Linked DNA regions of Sus scrofa: region 2 is linked to region 1. A link is a contact called in public HiChIP or PLAC-seq data. All regions are on one chromosome and are shown on one strand. Each heading gives the region's core, a stretch centred on a gene start, on an enhancer-like site or on the middle of the called end of the contact. The rest is flanking DNA. Distances are from core to core; before and after follow the strand shown. Region 1 holds the start of JADE2 (protein Jade-2). Region 2 holds the start of PCBD2 (pterin-4-alpha-carbinolamine dehydratase 2).

Region 1 (5,449 bases), core at 1,037-3,536:
GTTCCCGTTGTGGCTCAGTGGAAACGAATCTGAATAGCACCCAAGAGGTCGACGGTTCCATCCCTGGCTTCTCTCAGTGGGTTAAGGATCCAGCGTTGCCATGACCCGTGGTGTAGGTCGAAGACTCGGCTCAGATGCCAAGGGGCTGTGGCTGTGGTGCAGGCCCGTGGCTGAAGCTCCGATTCGACCCCTAGCCTGGGAACTTCCATATGCCGCTGATGCGGCCCTAAAAAAGGACAACCCCGCCCCCCAAAAAAACACAAAATACTCTAACACATTAAGGGAGGGGCCATTCACTGTATACCATTTCCAACACACTGGGAAATCCTGTTTACCTTTTTCATTAATTCACTTCTGGTAGTAAACTGTGGCACATCTTCCACTTCAATCCCATCAGCCATTTCCATCACCTTGTCTAAGAGGTCTTTGTTGTAACTGCACAATGAAAAGCAGTAAGATAAAAACCTTGGAAGAATTATTGTCACTGTGGGCTAAAAAGAAAGTGCACATAACCCAATTCTCAGAGGAACGATTTGATACTACAGGGAAAACCGAGAGATGCTCAGCATCAAGTTTGAAAACAGTTTTGCATGTGTAGACACAAGTGGCACTGGGAATGCCAAGAGAGGTGTCTTAAGATTCACAAAAACAAGACCGTACACCTGGCAGTATATATTCACGGATATGGTCTGAGGACCAAAATTGTTTTTACTTTTATGAACACGTGGAATATTGGTCTAATGAAGCCATCACTGGAGTTCCCATTGTGGCGCAAAGGGATCAGCAGCGTCTTGGGAGCGCCGGGACACAGGTTTGATCCCTGGTCTAGCACAGCAGGTTAAGGATCCAGTGTTGCCAGAGCTGCGGCTTAGGTCGCAACTGCGGCTTGGATCTGAGCCTTGACCTGGGAATTTTATACGTCATGGGGGGGCCAAAAAGAAAATGAAAACAACATTATTTGTCTATTTGTCGAGTTTTCTGACATTTGCCTAATCTCCCATTAACCAGAATTTCCTAGAGACACCTGGAAAGCGGAGGAAAGGGAGGGATGCACGTGGCATTGCTTCCCCAAATCCCATTCTAATAACTGCCCAAGTCTGAAAGCAAAACCAAGTGGCTTAGGGCTGGAGGGGCCACGACACGAGGCAGCCATAAGGAGCAAGGAAACCAGGACTAAGCCAAGTCATCTTACCCTAACACAATATCAGGAAACGCTAAAAGGATGTGGGAGGCCCAAGATTTGCCACCTTTTGCATGGAGTGGCAAAGGGAGTGCCATTTCAGGCATTTCAAAACCAGACCCTTGAAGGCATTTGTTATTTTCATAAAAGGAAAGGCAGAGACACAAAGGCTGGCTCTTGCTATGGGGTCCAGCAGACCAGGGAATGAGGAAAAACCAAAGGCCAAATATTATCTCTTGCCATAAGTGGTAAAATCCACCAACCCTGCCAGAAGCCAGGTAGCCCTAGGTGTGTCTCTTCCCCTCTCTCACCTTTTTATGTAAATTGGGGGGGTGTGGGGGGGTCTCAGCCATTGTCCCTGCACGTTTGCCAGGAGGAAAGGAATGAATGAACTTAAAGTGCACTCCGCAAAGGTGATGGTTTGAAGTAATAATACAAACACCAACAGCAATTTGAACGCCTAGCATGTTACTGAGCTCTTGCTAGATGACAGCCTATGCGAGGTGCTGTTCATCTTTTAATACTGTAGTCATCACAACTCATTTTCCAGGTGAAACTGAAGCTCAACGAGGTTAAGTAGCTTTGCAAGGGGCGGGCTAGGGTAGGACACCAGCCAGAGGCCTGGCTAGTGCCACTGGAGGCTGGGGGCACCGTCAGCCCTGGGGAAGGACTGGGGTCGGGACGGGGTCAGCTAGCCGGTGGGGGTCCGCACCTGCAACCCAGGAAGAGGTGATTAGCCCAGACCATGGAAAGGGACAGCAGCTGGTCCAGGCGGCCGCCGCCGTCGGGCGGGTCGCGGTAGTCGGGCAGGTGGCGCAGGATGAATTCCATGCGAGCCTTCCATTGCTTCTCGCTCTCCGAGTAGGAGCGAAACTGCTCCGCGAAGTCGGTCGCCTGCCGCACTCCCGAGACCAGCTCCTCCACGGCGGCGGCCGCCTCGCCACCCACCATGCCGCCCTGCGCCGCGGAGGGCCAGCCCTCCCCCGCCGCCTTCCCGACACGCACCGCGCCACCTCCCTGCGCCTAGAGGGGCCCCGGCGGCGCGCGACTGCTCGGGAGGACGGGCCTGGAGCGCCCTCGCTGGGCGCGGCGGCCAACCCCGCCGGGCCCTGCAGACTCCCGCGGCCCGCAGTCCCGGGCGTGGGTCTCCCCGGAGGCCGCAGGGGCAGTTCTCGGCCAGCCCCGCGGGCAACCAGCAGGGAAACGGAGGCTCCCGCCGAGCGCAGAGGAAGGGCGGCCCTCTCCCATTCGGAGCTGGAGGCCGGCCAGGGATGTCCAGCGTCCTTGCCCGGGGAGTTCCCCGGGCTCCGGCCCAAAGTCCAGTGTCCTCGGTTCTGAGCACTTGTTTACGTAGAGATGCTCTGTGTTAGCTTCTGATTGATTCCCAGAGGTCTCGACACCCCCACCCAGTGTGTGGCCTGCCTTCCTGGAGTGAGTCACCCATCCAGCTGAATACCTGCTAGACCCTTTGCTAGGTGCTGGGGATGCAATGAGAGCCAACTCCGAGCGTTGTTCTAATGAACTTTATCGTCTGCTGGCGGAGACAGACATTGTTAGTGATACTAATTGCTCAAGGGAAATTTTTCAACGTTGACAAATTTTAGTAAAGAGAGGCCCAGAGGGCTAGGAGCATGAATAAGCCAGAGATGTGATCCAGTCCCGTGGGTCAGGGAAATGACTGCTGGAGAGCTGAGGGATGAGCAGGAATTAACTAGACTAAGACGAGCAGGGCACCTCAAGAAAGCTTAGTCTGGTAAGAGAACGGCAAGATCTTTATGACAAATCCTAGAGTGGGGGGAACAGTGGAGGGGATGAAGCTGCAAAGAGCAGTAAGGGCAGGTCATGGAAGGGCTTGTGATCTAGATCCTAAAAGGAATGGGGAGCCACTGAAGGATTTTAAACAGGTGTTTCCAAAAGGAGCCAAAATGGATGTGTCCAGAGGAGATGAGCAGGTGAGCTGGCCTGACTCTGTTTTCTGTTCTACAGTCAGGTGAACCCGCTGAGAGACAGAAGAGCTTCTTCCTCATCAAAGGTAAATTTCCATCCCATTCAAGTACAGTAACTGGGAAACCACTTGAGCCGCCATCAGCCTTGAGAAATTATTGACCTGACGGGCTTCCCATCATCCCCCATGAAATGTAGGGTGAAATGCAGAGCTGGGCCTAGAATCCAGGATCAGGGCTCCAGTGTGTTTAGGGCCTACATTGTGAGTGGGGCGTAGGGGTAGAGCTCCTGTGTGTTGTGTGCTGGCTCTGCAGCTTCTGGTGGGACATCAGAGACTCCAGCAGGCAGACAACCTATACTGAATAGAAATACCGGGCAGTCTTTTGAGTAGAGTGTGCCAGCAGAACTAGCACCAGGCTTAGTGACATCCCACTTGGTTAACCATAGGCAGGCATCTCCAGCAGCAAGAATGTGAACAGGGCTGTGAAACCAAAGACAGACTTAGCTTTTCCATATCAATCAGGAATAGGTGCCCAGAGCTGGAACTCCCAAAATGGAGTGCACATCACATCTCCTGAGGGGTTTGTTAAAAAAGTAGTTCCTGTGGTGGCTCAGTGGTTAGCGAACCCGCCTAGCATCCATGAGGACACGGGTTCGATCCCTGGCCTCGCTCAGTGGGTTAAGGATCTGGCATTGCTGTGAGCTGTGGTGCAGGTGTCAGACGCGGCTCAGATCTCTTGTTGCTGTGGCTGTGGCATAGGCCAGCGGCTACAGTTCCATTGGAACCCCTAGCCTGGGAAGAAAAGACAAAAAAAAATAAAAATAAAAAAGTAGATTCTCAGGCCCATCACTGGATGTAGAGTCGAGGCTCCAGGTAATTGATTCCATCTGCAGGTGGCCAGACTTTGAAAAACATCGTTGAGGGTTCTTGGAACCAAATTCTTGGTCACCTGATTGTAAGGTGGAGAAATTGACCCAGAAATAGGAACCTAGGTTTTGTGACCTACAGGTGCAGCTACACAGCTGACTCAGCCCCTGGAGTGTGAAAAAGCTAAGTGGTCATCCAGCAACTAGCTCATTTAGCATCATCTTTGATAATGATGGGACATCATGCGCATGTGTATCTACCTACAGATATATTCCTACATGCGTGCAGGTTATAAGAATTCAGAAGTGCACAAATCAATATTCTTTTTTGTATTGTTGATATTCTTTTGAAATGTAAAATAGACTCAAAATGTTAGTGAAAATTAGCATTTTATAAACCCCTGCATCAAGTCCAATTACTGCCCAATTCTTTTTTTTTTTTTTTTTTTTTTTGGTCTTTTTGCTTTTTCTAGGGCCGCTCCTGCAGCATATGGAGGTTCTCAGGCTAGGGGTCGAATCGGAGCTGTAGCCACAGGCCTACACCAGAGCCACAGCAACGCCAGATCCGAGCCACGTCTGTGACCTACACCACAGCTCACGGCAACGCCACTGAGCGAGGCCAGGGATTGAATCCGCAATGTCATGGTTCCTAGTCAGATTCATTAACCACTGAGCCATGATGGGAACTCCCTACTGCCCAATTTTTTGTTTCTAACTCATTTCCATGATTCACATTTTTTGAGAGCGGACTACTTACTTATATAGACAAGGATCAGTTTTCCTACCTCATCTTTTTTTTTTTTTTAAACATCTTTATTGGAGTCCCCTGGTGACTCAGCAGGTTAAGGATCTGGTATTGCCACTGCTGTGGCTTGAGTCGCTGCTGGGGTATGGATTTGATCCCTTGCCCTGCAACTTCCACATGTCATGGATACGGCCAAAATAAAAAACTGTAGGAATTCCCACTGCAGTGCAACAGGATCAGGGGCCTCTTGGGAGCATGGGCATGCAGGTTCAATCCCTGCCTGGCACAGAGGGTTAAAGATCCAGTGTTGTCACAGTGACTGCAGCTTGGATGTGATCCCTGGCCGGGAAGCTCCATGTGCCACGGGGTGGTCAGAAAAACCCACAAAAAAAGCAAAAAACTTTATTGATATATAATTCACATACCATAAAATTCCCCTGTTTGAAGTATTCACAGTTTTAGTATATTCATAGACTTGTGCAGCCGCCAACACGGATGAAATACAGAATATTATCAACACCCTGAAAGAAACCCTATGGCCATTAGCAATTGCCCCCCAGACCCTCTTCCCCTGGCAACAACTAATGTACTTTTTAACGGCTCTGTGTTTCCTTTTCTGGGTGTTAAATGTAAATGGAATCCTACATTACATGGACTCTTGTGACCAGCTCTTTCACTTTAGGTATAAACTCTTTCATCCATGCTGTAGCATG
Region 2 (5,449 bases), core at 1,667-4,166, 400 kb after region 1:
TTTAATTTTTGTCTGTACAATAGCCCTGTGAGGTCGACACTACTGTAACACACCCTCATTTTATAGAAGAGTAAATAACTCTTCAGTAAACCCTAAATAACCTGACCTTGGTCGTACAGTGGTGGAGCCCAGCTTCAAACGCGAGCATCCCGACGCCAGAGCCTGTGTGTGGGTTGATGTTCTTCCTGCCTGTGTGCCGGGGCCCAGGCACCCATCGTGCATCTTCCTCCAGGCTCTGGCTAAGGTGTGCTTCCCATACTTGTAGTCATGAAAGAGTATTTTTTTCCTTTTGCTTAACAGATGCTAAGTATTTCACTGTTGATAATAATCTTTCTAACCATGACTACCTAATAGGCCTTTGAACAGATTTAGCCTTGCTTACCGAACCTGTTGTCTTTTGCTGAACGTGTATTTGTATATAAAGTCTCATTTCCTTGGGGGCAGATTCCCAGAGGAGGGTGTTAACTCCTATCAGAAATACAGGAGTTTCCATATTGTTTGGTATGTCATGGGGCTCTATTCTAGTCTGGAGGATGAGGAAAGGCTCCCAGGATGACCCACAGATCCACGGCTTTGCTTCTGCATGGGGTTCCCCTGGAGGGCAGTGTGGAGCAGGGCTGATCCCAGGAGCAGTGGTTCAGGTGTAGAGGGTCAGCGGGGAGGCACTGGTATTGAGGGAAAGGGAGACAGAAGGGGGACGGGAGTGGTCCAGGACCAGCTAACGCATCCTAAAGCCAAACAGGGTGCACCAGGAACCCGTGCCAAGAGGGGACTGCAAGGGCCCAGAGGAGAGCAAAGCTCATCACGAAGCCGGCAACCAGGAGAGAAGTCCAGATCCTTTTGTCCACCTCTTGGTGTCTGAGTTGCCAAGGAAAACAGCATGGTCAGGCTCCAGTTGGAACAGCGTTTTCATCCACACGGAGAAGAGACACCAAGATCAGCCCCCGTGTGCACGGATCCCTTAATGGCTCGGGGGGGGCCCCCATCCCTTTCCTGCTGCCTAAGAGCACCCCTCTAGTGCCATAGCAGGACCCCTCCCCTTCTCTCACTGAGTCTGAAACACTGAATTGCAGGCGGGGGGCAGTTGCCCCAGAGTCACTGATGTCCATGCTTAAGCAGAAGAAAGAAGCACAGGTTGTGTGAAGCAGGGAAGGATTTTCTCACACAAGCCTGGCACAGGCTGTTTGGGCTCTTTTTGGGTAAGGAAGTGTTCCAGGCCCAAGGCTTATTCTTAGGTGGCGAAGCAAGACCTGAAAGACTGAGCTGGAGACTGCCTTTCTGACAGGGTCCACTACAGAGGATGTGCCCAGTCAGTCTTTGCTAGGACTTAAATCTGAGGACAGAGCATTCACAGCCCCTCTCGGTGGGTGTCACTCCGCCAGGGCCCTGAGTAGCATCCTGCTGCTGCTCTCAGGACAGATCTTAGATGCCACAGTTTCATACAGGGGTGTCAGGGAAGGAAACTGATGAGGGGGGTCTCTTGTTACTTCACAATTACCAGGTCATTTTTCAGTTTTCACTGTAATAAGCAAGTTTGTAAGGCATTTTTCATGCTCCTAAACTCCCAGTGTGAGGCATCAGGCAAAGGAAACCCAAATGTCTCAGACCCTCGAGACCAGTGACATTTGATTACGGTCTGTAGAAAGATTCCTCTGTTGTGTTTTCATCAAGTGGCCAAAAAGGGAAGAAGAGGGATTAGGTCATAAGTCCGTATTTCAGATTATTTTAGGTTAAAAAAAAAACTAGTTAAAAAGAAGTTACAAGTGAGTATACTGAAAACCACTGAATTGTACATTTTATTTATTTTTTAGGGCCGCACCTGTGGCACATGCGAGTTCCCAGGCTAGGGGTCCAGTAGGAGCTGTAACTCCCAGCCTACACCACAGCCACAGTACTGTGGGATCTGAGACCCATGTGTCACCTACACCACAGCTCACAGCAATCCCAGATCCTTCACCCGCTGGCCAGGAGAGGTCAGGGATCAAACCCGAGTCCTCATCCTCATGGATACCAGTTGGGTTAGTTACACCTGAGGCAGGAGAAGAACTCCCGAATTGTACATTTTAGAGGGTGAACCTTACGGCAAGTGATTTACATCGCAAGGAAAAAGGCAAAAAAAAAAAAAAAAAAAAAAAAAAGGAATGATAAGAGAATTAAGATACTAATACACATGTAAAAGAATACCTAGTTTGTAAAAAGAAAAAAGATATAAAAAAGTCTATCCACGTGTATCTCCGGCGTCTCTACCGTGCACTGTGCGCCTGCAGCCCTTTACAGAGCACCTTGAGCCTGACTTTCCCAAGTATTTCATCCGGACAGACAGATGGGCCAGTGTGCCCAGGATCTTGGCAACGAAATAGTGACAGAGCAGAGCTTACATTCGAACCTGCAGCTCCCTGACTTATAAGGGCCCGACCTGGATCACTAGGGTTCACTGCTCCCCAACTGCGAACAGAGTGGAGCGGTCCCCCAGAACCCCTTACCCCGCCCACCCCACAGCTCCTCTGCCCCTGCCTGCGCCATCCTCCTGCCCGCGCCATCTGTTCGCTCCATCGCCCAGAAGGAGCCCAGGGCAGTCAGGCCGTCAGCGAGGCTGCGACACCCCCAGCCCCAGACGCCGAAGACAGAGAACGTGCAGTGCACGCTCAGCGCCAGCCCGCCTGCCTCCCCGGCACAGGCAGGAAACGCGGCACCTGGGCACGACTCGAAAGGCCAGCGGAGCGGGGTCTGACAGCGCCCGGGGCTGCGGGGGCCTGCGGGGGCCTGCGGCCCCGCGCCCTCCCGGCTGCCGGCAGAGCTGCCGGCCATCGAAGCTTCCGGGGGCCTTCCGGGGCCGGACCGCGCCTGGGCCTGCGCGGCGGGGCCGGGCTGGGCGGGAGCTGCCCCCGCGGCTCCTGGCTCCGGGCCGGCCCGCGGAGCGGCGGCCGGGGCGGCGGGCAGGCAGCGCGCCGGGCAGCCCTGGGCCGGAGGCTATGGCGGCTGCGCTGGGGGTGCGCGGGGCGACGCGGGGCTGGTTCGCGGCGCTGCGGGGTCGACGCCAGAGCCTCGCAGCTATGGTGAGTGCGGAGAGCCCGCGGGGTCGCGGGAGGGCGAGGCGCCGCCGTGCCGGCCGAGGGGCGGAGGGACCCGAGCCGACCCCGAAGCGGGCCCGGCCTTCGGGCTCGGACTTTGGGGAGTCACATTCGGGTACCCGGCACGGTCGGAAGCGCTGGTCCGAGACATGGGTGGCCGCAGCATCTTAGTTTTCCTTTGGCTTAAAAATCCCGTCGTCGTCTACCAAATTGCCAACCGGAAAACAACCGAGGCCGACTTTCATTAGAAAAGAAAAAAGTAAACATGAAAAGCAGTTGCGAAAGTATTTCACCATTAGGGTTTCTTGATGAGACTCCAGTTGCCGTTCGGTCCTCTAGACTGTGCGCTCGGAGAGAGCGGGCGCCGTCTCGCTCTCGGCTCGCTCGCTGTAAACAGCGGGACTGAATGTGGAACGAATTCATTTCTCTTGGTGTTAATTTTTTTTAAAGGAATTACTATTGAATTACCTTTTTGGTGGCACATTGCCTCTTAATTCCTTTTCTGAGGGGCATCCTGTCAGTTTCCCTGCTTTGGAAATTAACAGATTGGGGGGTAAATTAACTGGAGGGAAAGTTTTAACTTGCAGCACCACCTAGTGGGAAAAAGTTGCGTGAAACTCACCTTTTCATTTTCTTTAATTGCTTGTGGGGGCCCATTTGGCAGTTTGAAATCCTTTAATAGAAGAAATTAAAAATAACTCGATGATGGGAAAGATGGGCACTCTGCTTCTTGGCCACTAAGGCGAGGACGCAGGTGGAGTGCTCACTGTCACCTAGGCGTGTCCCAAGGCATGCCTCTACCTAGGGTGCTTGGTGATCCAGTAAAACTGTGGGGTTTGGAGAGGAATGAATAAACGGACGGGATTGGAGTGGTTGCCACGTGCCGGGCTCTCTGTTGGGTGCCTTCACACTCAAGAGCTCTTTTAAGCCTTTCAGGAATTTTGGCAGGTGGCTGTGGTAATATCCCCACTGTAGAGCGCTGCTCATCAGAGAGGCGAAGTGATTTATTCAGCACCCACAGCTGGAAGTAACAAAGCTAGATTTCGAATCAAGATGACTCTCCAGGAGTTCCAGTTTGGCTCAAAGGAAACGAATCTGACTAGTATCCACGAGGAGGCAGGTGGGATCCCTCACCTCCTCAGTGGGTAAGGATCTGGCTTTGCTGTGAACTGTGGTGTAGGTCAAAGACGTGGCTCGGATCTGGCATTGCTGTGGCTGTGGTGTAGGCTGGCGGCTATAGCTCCCATTTGACCCCTAGCCTGGGAACCTCCATATGCCTTGGGTGCGGCCCTTAAAAAAAAAAAAAAAGAAAAGAAAAAGATTACTCTTCAGATCCTGTGCTTTCTCCATCCCTCCCAAAGGGGGAAAAAAAATTCAAGTCCACCGCAAAGGGTTCTACAGAGGGTATGTCCCCAAGAGAACCGTTTGTGTTACGTAGGTGACATGACTCCATTTCAGCCCCAGACCTGATCCCTGTGGCTGTGGTGAGCGCAGAGTGCATGTCACCGACCTCACTGGGCTGTGGGTGGTGGAGCGAGCAGAAAAAATCGGCTCAGGGTGGGCTCCGCAGACCCCAGGCGACTGCTGCGTTACCCACAGCATGGTTGAGAGTTTTCTTTTGCAGCTATTCAATAATAATTCCCTTTCTTTTCCAAAACGACTCTGCATTGACCTAAAATATTTAAATATTCAGTTACAATTTTAGATTATTTCCTAGAGGGGGTCTGCGTGTGAAAATTTTCAGAGCTATTGCTGTGAAACTAATGAATACTTTGGTTCTGAATAGTGTATTTTTTCCCTTTTTTTGGAGTTTCGTGGACGTTTAGTTGATTGGCAATGTTGGGATCATGCCTGGTGTACAGCGCAGTGATCCAGTCAGACCCACACTCGAGTCCATTCTCTCTCAGATTCTTTCCCCACGTCGATGATCGCAAACTATTGCGTAGAGGTCCCTGTGCTGAACAGCAGGTCCCTGTGAGTCCGTCATCCCATATACCTCAGTGTACATGGGCCAGTCCCAAACCCCCATCTGTCCCTCCCCTGCCCCACCTGCCCCCTTTGATAATCATACGTTTTTCGAAGTCTGTGAGTCTGTTTCTGTTCTGCAAATAAGTTCATTTATATACATTTTTTAGATGCCATATGTCAGTGACATATCATGTTTTCCTTTCACTGTAGCTGCACTTCATATGCTAATCTCTAGGTCCAGTCATGTTGATGCAGATGGTGTTATTTCATTCTTTTTTACGTGCGTAATATTTAAGTGTTTTAAAATTTTTTTCTTATTTTTTCCCTTTATTTATTTATTGGTTTGGTTTGGTTTGGTTTGGTCATGCCTGCGACATGCAGAAGTTCCCCAGGCCAGGGATCCAAACCAC

Evidence for each region. HiChIP or PLAC-seq counts read pairs in DNA pulled down with a chosen protein or histone mark.
Region 2: a contact with region 1 is called in an H3K27ac HiChIP or PLAC-seq map of alveolar macrophages. The contact joins the promoter of PCBD2 here to the promoter of JADE2 in region 1. A contact is called at or near these places in 1 of 5 promoter capture datasets (fetal liver) and 2 of 2 datasets of contacts at active chromatin or transcription factors (alveolar macrophages and skeletal muscle).

Annotation. Positions count from the first base shown.
Region 1 is chr2:136,683,770-136,689,218 of Sscrofa11.1, forward strand. JADE2 (protein Jade-2) reads left to right here and starts at 2,287. Exons shown (of 19, transcript XM_021084773.1): 1 at 2,287-2,611; 2 at 3,167-3,212. It overlaps CDKN2AIPNL (CDKN2A interacting protein N-terminal like), which reads right to left and starts at 2,132. Exons shown (of 3, transcript NM_001244537.1): 1 at 1,893-2,132; 2 at 336-435. The coding sequence starts at 2,131.
Region 2 is chr2:137,080,004-137,085,452 of Sscrofa11.1, forward strand. PCBD2 (pterin-4-alpha-carbinolamine dehydratase 2) reads left to right here and starts at 2,917. Exons shown (of 4, transcript XM_021084778.1): 1 at 2,917-3,056. The coding sequence starts at 2,973.